Regions from separate parts of the Danio rerio genome. Here region 1 is linked to region 2. The links are chromatin contacts, called in public Hi-C maps. All regions are on one chromosome and are shown on one strand. Each heading gives the region's core, a stretch centred on a gene start, on an enhancer-like site or on the middle of the called end of the contact. The rest is flanking DNA. Distances are from core to core; before and after follow the strand shown. Region 1 holds the start of si:dkey-117j14.8 (a long non-coding RNA gene). Region 2 holds the start of pkd1l1 (polycystin 1 like 1, transient receptor potential channel interacting).

Region 1 (5,874 bases), core at 1,953-4,452, 130 kb before region 2:
TTTTGATTTTGTAGTATTTTAGGGTTCCGGAAGTAAAAAAAAAAAAAGTACAATACAAATATTTAAATTACATTACATTTTTTTGTAGTTTTATCATTTATTTATTTACTTTTGTTTACTATAATAAACCCAGTTATAGTTAACGAAAACCAATTTGTGTATTCATTTCTTTCTGTCTTTCCAGACTCTAAATTGACACTAAAAGACATCTATTAAATGTTTAATAATCTTCAATAAATGTTTCATGAGCAAACTCGTTTATGAAATCAGTTTAGATTTCATGTTTGATCAAAAAATTGACATAATGAGAAGAAACATTGGCAGATCAAGTATAGCAATGTCACTCAAATAAATACGAATACAATACAATTGTCGTGATTTCAAATCAGGCAACATTAGAGAATATCAAAGCAACAATCACCGTTGAACTTCCAGTTCTTTTTAAAATAATTAAATTGTTAAACAAACCTATTCATTCATAAGTAGTAATATTCCCTGATAGCATACAAATATGGACAGTTATGTGGCATTGGTGGTCTTCTTTTGGCCCAGACAAAATGAGCATGAGCCTGAAGTGGCCCGCCTGTGCAATCGCAAAAGGGGGCCAAAGATTCCAATTCATGTATGGACCATTTAAAGCAAAGATTTGACACTCATGGCAAAATGTATTCTGAATGTGAGACTAAAGTGGCCCATGTAGAAAATGGTCAATTTGGCCCAAATGATGAAAATGTGGCATAGTCAATTAAAGGTAATCTCGGTCTAAACCCAAAGGCTCACATGTGTACATGTAGATGCAAATGTGGCCCAGTTAGTATAAAACATGTGGGCCACTTTTGGCAAATATTCAAGTGGTGCTCGCTGCAGAGCCATTTGGGCGAGCTGAGCTCCAGCGAGGGGGAGCTTGAGCTTGAGCTCCACCTTTTTTTGCACTTCTTCTACGAGTGATGTCACTGGGGGTAGGGTTAGGGGTGGGGTTGGTGTACGCATTAAAACAGCTTACAGGAGGCAGAACGAGAGCTCATGCTCCCCCTCGCTGGAGCTCAGCTCTGCTCAAATGGCTCTGCAGCGAGCACCCTCTCCAAATATTTGGCACAGTAAGCTCTTTCTAATGTGGCTGTGAGCCTAAAGTAGCCCGGATGTGATATGGCAAATGTGGCCTAGTTATCTTAAGACATATATGGGCCACATTTGGCAAATATTCGCCACAGTAAGCTCTGGCTAATGTGGCTGTGAGCCTAAAGTTTCCCAGAGAAAATATGGCAAATGTGACCCAGTATCTTGTGGGCCACTTGTGGCAAATATTTGGCACAGTAAACTCTGGCTGTGTGGGTCAAATGTAAGTGTAGTGTGGGCTGAATCTAGACCAAAATAAAAGCAAACTGAGAATAGGGTCAGTTTTTGTGCATTTTGGTTGAATTATGGCTGATATGTATTATTGCTATGGCTTAGTTGTGGCCCAAATCTGGCAAACAGGAGTGTGCTGCCCAAGTGCCATCATTCTATGTGGAATGTGGGCCAGATGTAAGTGTTTGGTGTGGGCTGGATTTTGATAATTTTGCTATCTTTGTTACTTATAAATTGCCAGGATCTCAGGAGAAAAATAGGTACAGGTAATATTTTTAATAATAATAATAATAATAATAATTTTTAAGTAATATTTTGCCTGTTTTATTAGTTTATTTCATTTAGCCACTCATTTAGCCATTTCTTTTGGTTTTGGTCTTATTTACTACAATAAATCTGTTAGTTTTATTATAGTTAACTGAAAATAAATTCAATTTGACACTTCAAATAAAATACCCTTAATCGTTAAACCTTTTTCAAAAATAATAATAGAATGTGTAAAAATCAGACTTGAAGAATTATGTCCAAATCTACCAGGAAACTAAAACTAATACAAAATTCATTCAAAATATATTTAGTCTTATATTGTAGCTATGTGAGGAGTTGATATGCAAAAACCTCTAAGTAGCATCTAAAGGTTTATGTTCTGTTGCTTCACTTTAAAAACAGTAAATGAAAATTATTCATATATATATATATATATATATATATATATATATATATATATATATATATATATATATATATATATATATATATATATATATATATATATAAACACTATCTGACAAAAATCTTGTCGCCTAACCAAGATCATTTTGCATCACAAATCGCTTATATGAAAAACAAAGGCCACTAGATTACGCTTACTTTACCAATAGGATCATGTTTTTAATGATTTAATTAGGACAGAAAGGTCTGACTTTGCTTTGACAAAAGTCTTGTCACTTGTCACATAAATAATGTACAGTATAGAATATAAAGTCATGGTGCAGTGGAAAAAGTCTCCTCCATCTTACCCTAGAAATGCTCAATAATGTTCATTTCTGGTGACTGGGCTGGCCAATCCTGGAGCATCTTGACCTTTTTTGCTTTCAGGAACTTTGATGTGGAGACTGATGTATGAGTAGACACTATCCTGCTGAAGAATTTGCCCTCTTGAGGTTTGTAATGTAATGGGCAGCACAAATGTCTTCCTCGGGCTGTTGATGTTGCCATCCACTCTGCAGATCTCTTGCGTGCCACCTTCCTGAATGTAACCCCCCAAACCATGATTTTTCCTTCTCCAAACTTGTCTAATTTTGAGAGGGGTCTGGATGCAGACCTGGTGCAGTGCAATCTGAGCTGCATCCATGGATGATGTCACTCGCTCCATGTGAGTGAATTGTGTCTGACATTGCATCGCTGAGTGATGCAATCTCAGCTTGCGTCATAAAGGCTGCATCCTGATACAATTGCTGATTTTTTTTGTGAGAATCTTGGGTCCATGCGGGTTCCAATAGTTTTTCTGCAGTGTTTGTGATGATTTGGATGCAGTTCAACAGATTATTTATCAGAAAAATCCACCTGCCTCTTTTCCAGATGATCAACTAGAAGTCGTTATAATGTTTTGCTTTTACAACTGGGATCGATGACAAGTTTTTGTCAGGTAGGTAGTGCACATATCATGTCAACTGACAGTAAGATCATACTGAAAACATATATGTTTTATTCATAAATATATTTTTATATTGTTTTAACGCACCCTCTCAAACCTATTCTAGTCAACAGAGGACTCTGAAAACAGTTTGAAAAGCAGCGGTGTTAGTAACCTCTGGAGGTCACTATATCTCCATGTGGACACTAGAGGTCGCTGTAGTTCTTTCAGTTGTGGCGTATGACGCTACACTCGCTCTACGGAACTCTCTTCTGTCTGCAGCGGCGGCGGAGACAAGAGAAAACAGACATCAGCGTCGCGCAGCGCAACCTTACAAACTGGTAAGACTCCAATATGTGTCAGTCACTCTTACTGTACTACATAAACATATTGGTGTTTGTCCAGTGGCACACTACGTCAGGCTGAAGGAATTTCTGTAAAAATAATGTAATTTGTTGCTTTTCACTGTTTACTTTGCATCAATATGCCCCAAATCTTCTCTTCAAGTGCAAGTTTTAATGAATTATTATAATTATAATGTATTGACCCAGTTCACAGTGATTCAAATGAAGAAGTGGGATTTATTTGACCATTTTCTTTGTCTTGATTACTTTGGAATCATGAAAGGTCTGTTTTACATTAGCCTCAGTGTGAATATTTTAAAACATTATTTCCCTTTCGGTGTTTTTTATTATTATTTGTTGATGTGTCAGGCGTGAATAGTCAGATTTCTTTATGTACAATCTTATCATATTTCCCTCTTTGAAATGGTTTTGTGCATTAAAATATTTGTATTTGTTTTTAGTCAGCGTGGATGGATAAATAAATAAGACCATTTTAAAACAAAAAATGCACATCAAGAAGGTCGCTGGTTCGAGTCTCGGCTGGGTTAGTTGGCATTTCTGTGTAGAGTTTGCATGCTCTCTCCATGTTGGCGTGAGTTTCCTCCAGGTGCTCCGGTTTCCCCCACAAGTCCAAAGACATGCGGTACAGGTGAGCTAAATTATCCAATAGTATCTGGATGCAGCCTTTATGATGCAAGCTGAGATTGTATCACTCACTATGTGTGAATAGGAGTGTATAGATGTTTCCCAGTGATGGGTTGCAGCTGGAAGGGCATCCGCTGTGTAAAACATATATTGGATAAGTTGTCAGTTCATTCTGTTGTGGCAACCCCAGATTAATAAAGGGAATAAGCCGAAAATAAAATGATTGAATGAATGATTGGGGAGATTTTGTAAGAGTATGTATAATAATAATAAATGAATTGATAGCAGGTGGCGCAGTAAGTACTGCTGTTTTCTCAAAGCAAGAAGGTCACTGGTTCGAGCCTTGGTTGGGTCAGTTGGCATTTCTGTGTGGAGTTTGCATGTTTTCCCTGTGTTTGCATGGGTTTCCTCCGGGTGCCCTGGTTTCCCCCACAGTCCAAAGACATGCGGTACAGGTGAATTGGATAGGCTAAATTGTCTGTAATGTATGAGTGTGTATGGATGAGTTCCCCAGAGATGAGTTGCAGCTGGAAGGGCATCTGCTGCGTAAAACATTTGCTGGATAAGTTGGTGGTTAATTCCGCTGTGGCGACGCCAGATTAAGAGATTAGGCCGAAAAGAGAATGAATGAATGAATGAATGAATGAATGAATGAATGAATTGTAAGCAAAAATTATTACAATAGAGAAGCAAAACCGTAAACATAAACAGTACTTTGTGGTTTTCAGTCTACACTACCTGACAAAAGTCTTGTCGTCGATCTCAGTTGTAACAGCAACAAATAATAACTTGACTTCTACTTGATCATTTGGAAAAGTGACATAAGGTAGTTTTTTCAGATGAATCACCTGGGCCCGGTTTTTCAAAAGGTTTAATTCAGATAAAATTGATCCGGATTTAGTCATCCTGTTTTTGCGATCCGTGATCACTTAATCCAGCTTACTTTTTGAGCCAGTTTTTCAAAGCAACATTAAAATGGATCAATCTGATCCGCATAGGAAATTTTCAGGATCACTAAATCTGGATTACCAGTGCTCAATCACAATGAAGATGGATAGACAGGCCTAAGGCCTATGTATAGAGCAACAAGTAGAATAGCCAGTGTGGGGTAAATATAACTTTATTTTTATTTAAAATGAAAACACACACATTTAAAAAATAATAATAAAATAAAAACAATAAAAACCCCACCCCATCCTCTTCCAGCAGTCCGCTCATCTGAGACCTACAACACAAAAACTGTACATTGAGGTATTTATAATAAGTTTCAAATATAGATGTAAATAAATGATGAAAAAAAAAATTGATGAATTGAAGAATATTGAACTCTGGGAGTCCTGCATTCTGAATGACCTTATTAATAAGCTATTTGAGTCATTGCAGAGGTGAATGGATGCAGTCCTACAAGGTCATGGGAGTCATACACAATATCTGTTCTTTCTCCACTGCACCATGACTTTATATTCTATACTGTACATTATTTATTTAACAAGTGACAAGATGTTTGTCTTAGCAAAGTCAGACCTTACTGTCCTAATTGAATAATTAAAAATCAAGGCATGATCATATTTTATTTTGGTAAAATAAGTCCTTCATACCTTTCATATTAGCCACTTCTGACACTGAATGATCAACTAGAAGTCAAGTTATTATCCATTGCTCCTAAAACTAGGATAGGCGACAAGACTTTTGTCAGATAATGTAGAGTTTAACAGTATTCTGGTACAGAAAGTGAACAATAAAATGTAAAGTATCACTTTATAGTGTTCATTGTTTTAATATATCAGTAAAATTATTCTTCATTAAAGTTACAACTGTTCTTTTTTGTACCTATATGCTTTGAACTCTCTTGAATTGCCTTTAAAACACATGTAAATGATCAAGTTTCACTCTGTTATGGTT
Region 2 (5,703 bases), core at 597-3,096:
CAGCTGAAAGGTTGCTATAGAAAGCCTAACAAAAACCTGAGACTTCCAGGAGGAGGGGCTTTCCAATTTGCACCCTGTCAATCAAAGCAGCTACAGTGGCATTATGAACAGAAGGCCCTCTGCTGCTTTGCAATGCCAACCTGCCCATCTCATTCCCAGTAAAGACAAACTCAGAGGAGAAGCATCTGCAGGCAAATAAAAAGACATGATTATCAGGTCTAAAGGGATATGGTTTGCCCAAAAATGAACATTTACTCACTCTCCACTTGTCAAACCTGTTTCATTTTTTTTCTATTGAACACATGAGAAGATGTTTTTTTTTAAATGTTGGAAACCTGTAACTGTTGACTTTCATAGTATTTGTTTTCCAATTATGATAACATGTTTCTAACACTTTTCAAAATTTAGCCTATTCTCCTGTGTTTGGAACCACTTCAGAGAGAGTAAATAATGAGTACATTTTCATTTTTGGGTGAACTCCCTTTAAATACTTAAACACAATATACCTGTATTTCTGCAATCAACTATGTCATGTATGCTTAATAGGAAAGTTTTTAATTTAATTACTTTTTTTCTCCTTATTTTTTTAACCTCCTGCATGCTGTTTTCTGTTCAACACAAAAGAAGAATCTTTAAAACATGGTAGCTGTTGACTTCCAAAGCATTTTAATGACACCAAAAGAAAGTAAATGGCTTACCAACATTTATGTAAAATATTTTGCTTTGTGTTAAACAGAAAACTCTGAAACAACTTCAGCATGAGTAAACATTCATTTTGGGGTTAACTATCTCTTTTAATCTCAATTCAAATGTTGGCATGAATTTAATAAATGGTTCTGAGTTTTTTCTTGGATGCTATATAAATGTATTTATTAATTGAAGAACTGTGATATTGAAGCAAACACATGTAAGCTCACTTTATGTACCCTATTTTATGTACCAACATATTCGTGTCAACAATAAAATACATGTCTTCACAGATACCAAGCTCATCACATTTGAAACAAGTATATGTTTACAATAATTACAATAAATAAAAAGGATAAAATAAAAACATCAAAGCTAAACAGAGTTATACTTCACAAAATAACCAACCTTAACATTCAATTCAAAAGTGAATTTTGTTTAAAGCATATTAACAAAATTGAATTTCGTTTTTTTTGTCATATTTAGTTTTAATTAATGTTGTAATAATTCTGTGTTATGAAACAAATTTAATTCTAAAAGCTAAAACAATAACAACTGCATTCTGTATTTTAAAAAGCTTTTAATAACTTTCATTTAAGTTTTTATTTTCACCCAAATTAAAAACAATTAACTTTAAATTTTTAATTTCTAATAAAATTAATAAAATAGCTACATTCCGTTATATTAATAACATTTGATGTTATTCAAACGCAGTGTTTTTATTACTTATATTTAATATATTTAGATTTGTATGTATTTATTAAAACTAATTTAACATTTACATTATAGGCTAATTCAATTCTAGTGAAGTAAAACGTGGCCTATTAGAAAAAAAATAAGAAAAAACAGCATGTTTACCCGTCGCTGAAACACAACTTGATGCACAATGGAGGATCAGTTTCTTGACATTGGGATGATTCTAATGAACTGTAGTTGTTGAATCCAATGTTCTCTTGAAGAGCTAAAAATGTCAATTGATAAATAAATCTTCATGTCTACCAAATTCCTCAAAATACCTCACAAGGCCCCATTTCCCTACATGGCCTACCGTATTCCGAGATTCCTTTGACATGAATCAGACAAAAAAAGAGTGATAATAATAAAAATAATTTAACCCTAACAAACAAAACCATCGTGAAAATTTGACTGTCTTGTCCTTAGAGCAAACGTTTCTCTGTCTCTTTTAAGTGTCAGGTGAATGGGAGGCGGAACCGTTCTTGATTGACAGCTTCCAAATTGTCGCCCGCTTTATTGTGAGCTCATGGGACAACTTAATGTAACATTATGGTAATGCCAGTGACATACTGGTTTTCCACTTTCATTTTTATTAGTACATTATGAGGTAATTAAAATTCTGTTAATAGTCATCCTTTTCTTAAAAAATCCTTTCTTCTGTTGAACATATAATAAAATATTCGGGGGGAAAAAAGATGGAAAGCTGTAACCACATCAATAGTATTTTTACAGAGTCAATAGTTACAAGTTTTTAGCTTAAAAAAATCTTATTTTATGTTCATCAGAAAAAAAACTTATGAATGTTTAAACCCCTAGAGGATGAACAGACAGTGATACAATTTTCATTTCAGGCCGAATGATCACTTTAAAGAGAAATAAGTAATGTAAAAATTGCATAATGGTAGTAAAATACGCTGTATATGTTTTATTTCTTGGCTTGTGAGTTATTTTCTAAACCTTTGTTTTTCCGTGTTAGCTTTTCACAACACATTCAAATAACTGACAAATGCGGCTTTGGTTCCGGCAAAGAACAATGCAAGTTTCACACAGGATAAACGTAAAGGTTTTGACACTTACAGCAACTGTATTCAAACAGGAAACCTAAGAGAATGAGAGAAGGCAACACAACAACGCTTTCTTAATTATGCAAAATAGCCTACTTTGAAAATTCTTCTCGGGTGAGTGCAAAATATTGTCAAGGCAGTGCCGCCTGAGAAATTGCTATTGTCTATGTATGAATTTATGCTCTAAGAGATTCATTATTTAAATCGGTTCCAATTATTCCACGAAAAAACAGCATCCACAAATACTTTTCACGAAGAAAGAAAGAAAGAAAGAAAGAAAGAAAGAAAGAAAGAAAGAAAGAAAGAAAGAAAGAAAGTGATATTTACACTAAAAATGTTAGAACTTTAAAATACAAAAAAAAATCTTTGAAGAATAAAAAGGTTCTTTGATGAAATTGGCACTTCTTGTATAGCCACATTTTTTTTTGCATAAGAAGTTGGGTAGCTTAGTGGTCTATTTCAGAATATGTCAGAATGTTTACACGCGCGTATTTCTTGTTTCTTGCTTAAATTTGTAAGTCATGATCTCTGCTGACAGTCTGACTGATGAAGATTTTGTTTCAAAGTCTTTTCCGGAATATACGTCAAGATTGGGAAGAAACAGGCGTTTTAGGCGAGACACGAACACATAGTTAGTGACCCAAAACAGGGCGACAAGTGCTGACCAAGCCAAAGGCTACTAAACAAAACCTGCCACTTCAAACAGCTCTGGAGGGAAACGCTTCTGTTCCACAGTGATGAATGAGGATTGAAGTGGACCATTGACGGCCAGGGTCATTGACGCCCAAGGGCACAATGGGTGACGGGGTTGAAGAAAACTAGCTTTCACCGAAAGATGTAGGCCCGAATCCCTCGTGGTATAGGCTAACATAAATACGATGTGGTTTTGGGGTGCGTAGCCTAAGTACCAACGCGCCATAAGAGGAGCGCGCCACCTTGTGTTTACATGGGCCAACAATACGACAAACAAACAAATTGCTAAATGAATTTAGACATCTCTCTAATTATTTCGACATTCATTTTAATTTTCATAATTAAAAAACAAGTAGGTAAAAAACATAATTAAGTAAAAAACATAATTAAAAAACCTATTATGAACTTCCCGATTTCATGCTTTAGGAATAAATCGTAAAGCTATCCCCATGTTTATGTAACCTAAAGATCAGATGTTTAAATATTTTTAGAAAGCCTATATTGACATTTCATTTTAAATGTTAAACAATGACCATAAAAATGCTAATGAAATTCAAGAAAATTAAATATGCATAAATAAACCTAAATAATAAAAATAAAGAAGTAATTTAAAATAAACTAACCTGAGCACGGTAGAAGAAAATGCTTACAACAATTGAAAATTACATGCACGAAATTATAAGATGTCAGCTTTCGCTATAAAGTTCATATTTTATGTTTGCTATAAACAGAAAAAAAATATTTAGATTTTTATAGCTAATAAATAAGAGATATTATGAAGAATTGTCTGCGCTATTTTTTACCTAGATTAAGCTGTTTAAAGTAAAACCTGGTTTATGCAATATTATGAATATTAGGCCTTTTTGTAATTAATATCAGAATAGCTTTATTAACTTCATTTTATTATAGTGACAATGTTCTCTGCTTTCGAAGCCAACTTTTCCAGAGGCCCAAGAAGGCTATCACAGTTGTCAAATTTTGGTGTTAAACGTTTAGACAAAACGAGAAATAATACATATTGAGGGAAGAAGACAAAGACAAAGTCTCAAATACAAGATTATATTGTCAGTTTTCATTGAATCTGCGCATGCAACTTCCAATTTGGTGTACTCAACGGTTTGTGGCTGTAGCTTTCTCATTTAAAAGCCTCAAGCGTGTATGGTTTAATTATATCAAGGCTTCTTACGTTTCTTGGACATGGCTGAAAAAGCGATGCCAAAACTGTTTGTTTCAACCTTGCGGCAAGAAAAGGTGATGATTAAAGTAAAACAATTACCTATTGACCTAACAAACAATGACCAACATTATTAAAATTAAATTGTTATAATAACTGATATTATTATATGTTATATTATTAGGCTATATAAAGTCCTAACATTTTCCAAATAAATAAAATGGAAACTAAATAGGCCATGTTTTTTTTATTTTACACTTACAAAGTGATTTGCTATTCGGTCTGGTAGCCTATAGGTTATAATTTTGACAAATCTGGGGAAAAAGACATACATAACAAAACAGTGCCAATTGCAAAAGTAGCATCTGATTGACACCAGAAGAGGAAACAATAAACAAAGAATGGGCTGCCATATGTTTAGCAGCTGTTCTTCAATCCACAAATCAGACGGCAGGGGGCGATAACAAGTGAATCCATGATTATTAATAAAACCTCCTTCTCGATAATCGATTGTCATTTTCCATGATCCTTTTCTGGGGAGTTTCCTAAACAACACGAACGCTTAAATGCGCGGCATGAAATGTAAAAATGCTAGTAGCTCAGGGCCACTAACCTTTTTTTTAAACATCACTAAATAATTAGTCTGTTGCAGCTGTATAAAATTGGTTCACAACTGATGTTTTTGTATACGTTTGTTTTTAAATTCATTAAGGTAAATTATGCACAAATTGCCAGAGACTGTACATGAAAACAGCGCTGACTCATGTATTGAGGCCCTGCTGTGAATGATCCAGGCAAGGGTATTAAGTCTAACGATCGTGTTGCCAGCCTACCGTACTGCGGATTGAAATCAAGCGGTCTGCTCTTTGCTCCACAGAGCGATAACGGTGACAGCAGTACACGACGTACAACGCCTGTTAAGGGCGAGGACGAGTTACTTGCAAATGAGGATTAAACACTCTCTTGAGAGGGTTGGATTCAACAATATATTTATTTCACTGATATTTTTAAAAGCCTACAAATCTTTGTGCAGTCTCCATGCCCTCAGGATTTCATTTACAGTTGGGAAAGATTTAAACACGGGAAAGAGCCCGTAATTCTAACATGATTTGTTCCGTAGGCTTATACGGTTTTTGCTGTCCGAAGCAGTAACACGGCTGTCTTGATTAGACCTTGTTTAAAATGCTTAAATACACTTCCTTTACTTAGGCCTAGTCACTAAAGTGATCTAGCAGTCATTTAAGATTACAAGGAATTAAAATCGACAAACAATAACTGAGTGTATGTGATAAAATACCTTTTCGTGTTGTAGACCAAGATTTCTCAAAGACAGAGTTTTAAAAAATAGGT

The links. Hi-C and Micro-C count contacts between places; a contact is called where the count stands out from the background.
Region 1: a Hi-C map of hematopoietic stem cells shows a contact between it and region 2, with 2.6 times the contacts expected there. The contact joins the promoter of si:dkey-117j14.8 here to the promoter of pkd1l1 in region 2. A contact is called at or near these places in 2 of 18 Hi-C or Micro-C datasets (embryo and hematopoietic stem cells).

Annotation. Positions count from the first base shown.
Region 1 is chr24:21,281,526-21,287,399 of GRCz12tu, reverse strand. si:dkey-117j14.8 (a long non-coding RNA gene) reads left to right here and starts at 3,202. Exons shown (of 2, transcript XR_223057.6): 1 at 3,202-3,324.
Region 2 is chr24:21,146,901-21,152,603 of GRCz12tu, reverse strand. pkd1l1 (polycystin 1 like 1, transient receptor potential channel interacting) reads right to left here and starts at 1,846. Exons shown (of 54, transcript XM_073940623.1): 1 at 1,736-1,846; 2 at 1,546-1,648; 3 at 37-185. The coding sequence starts at 1,820.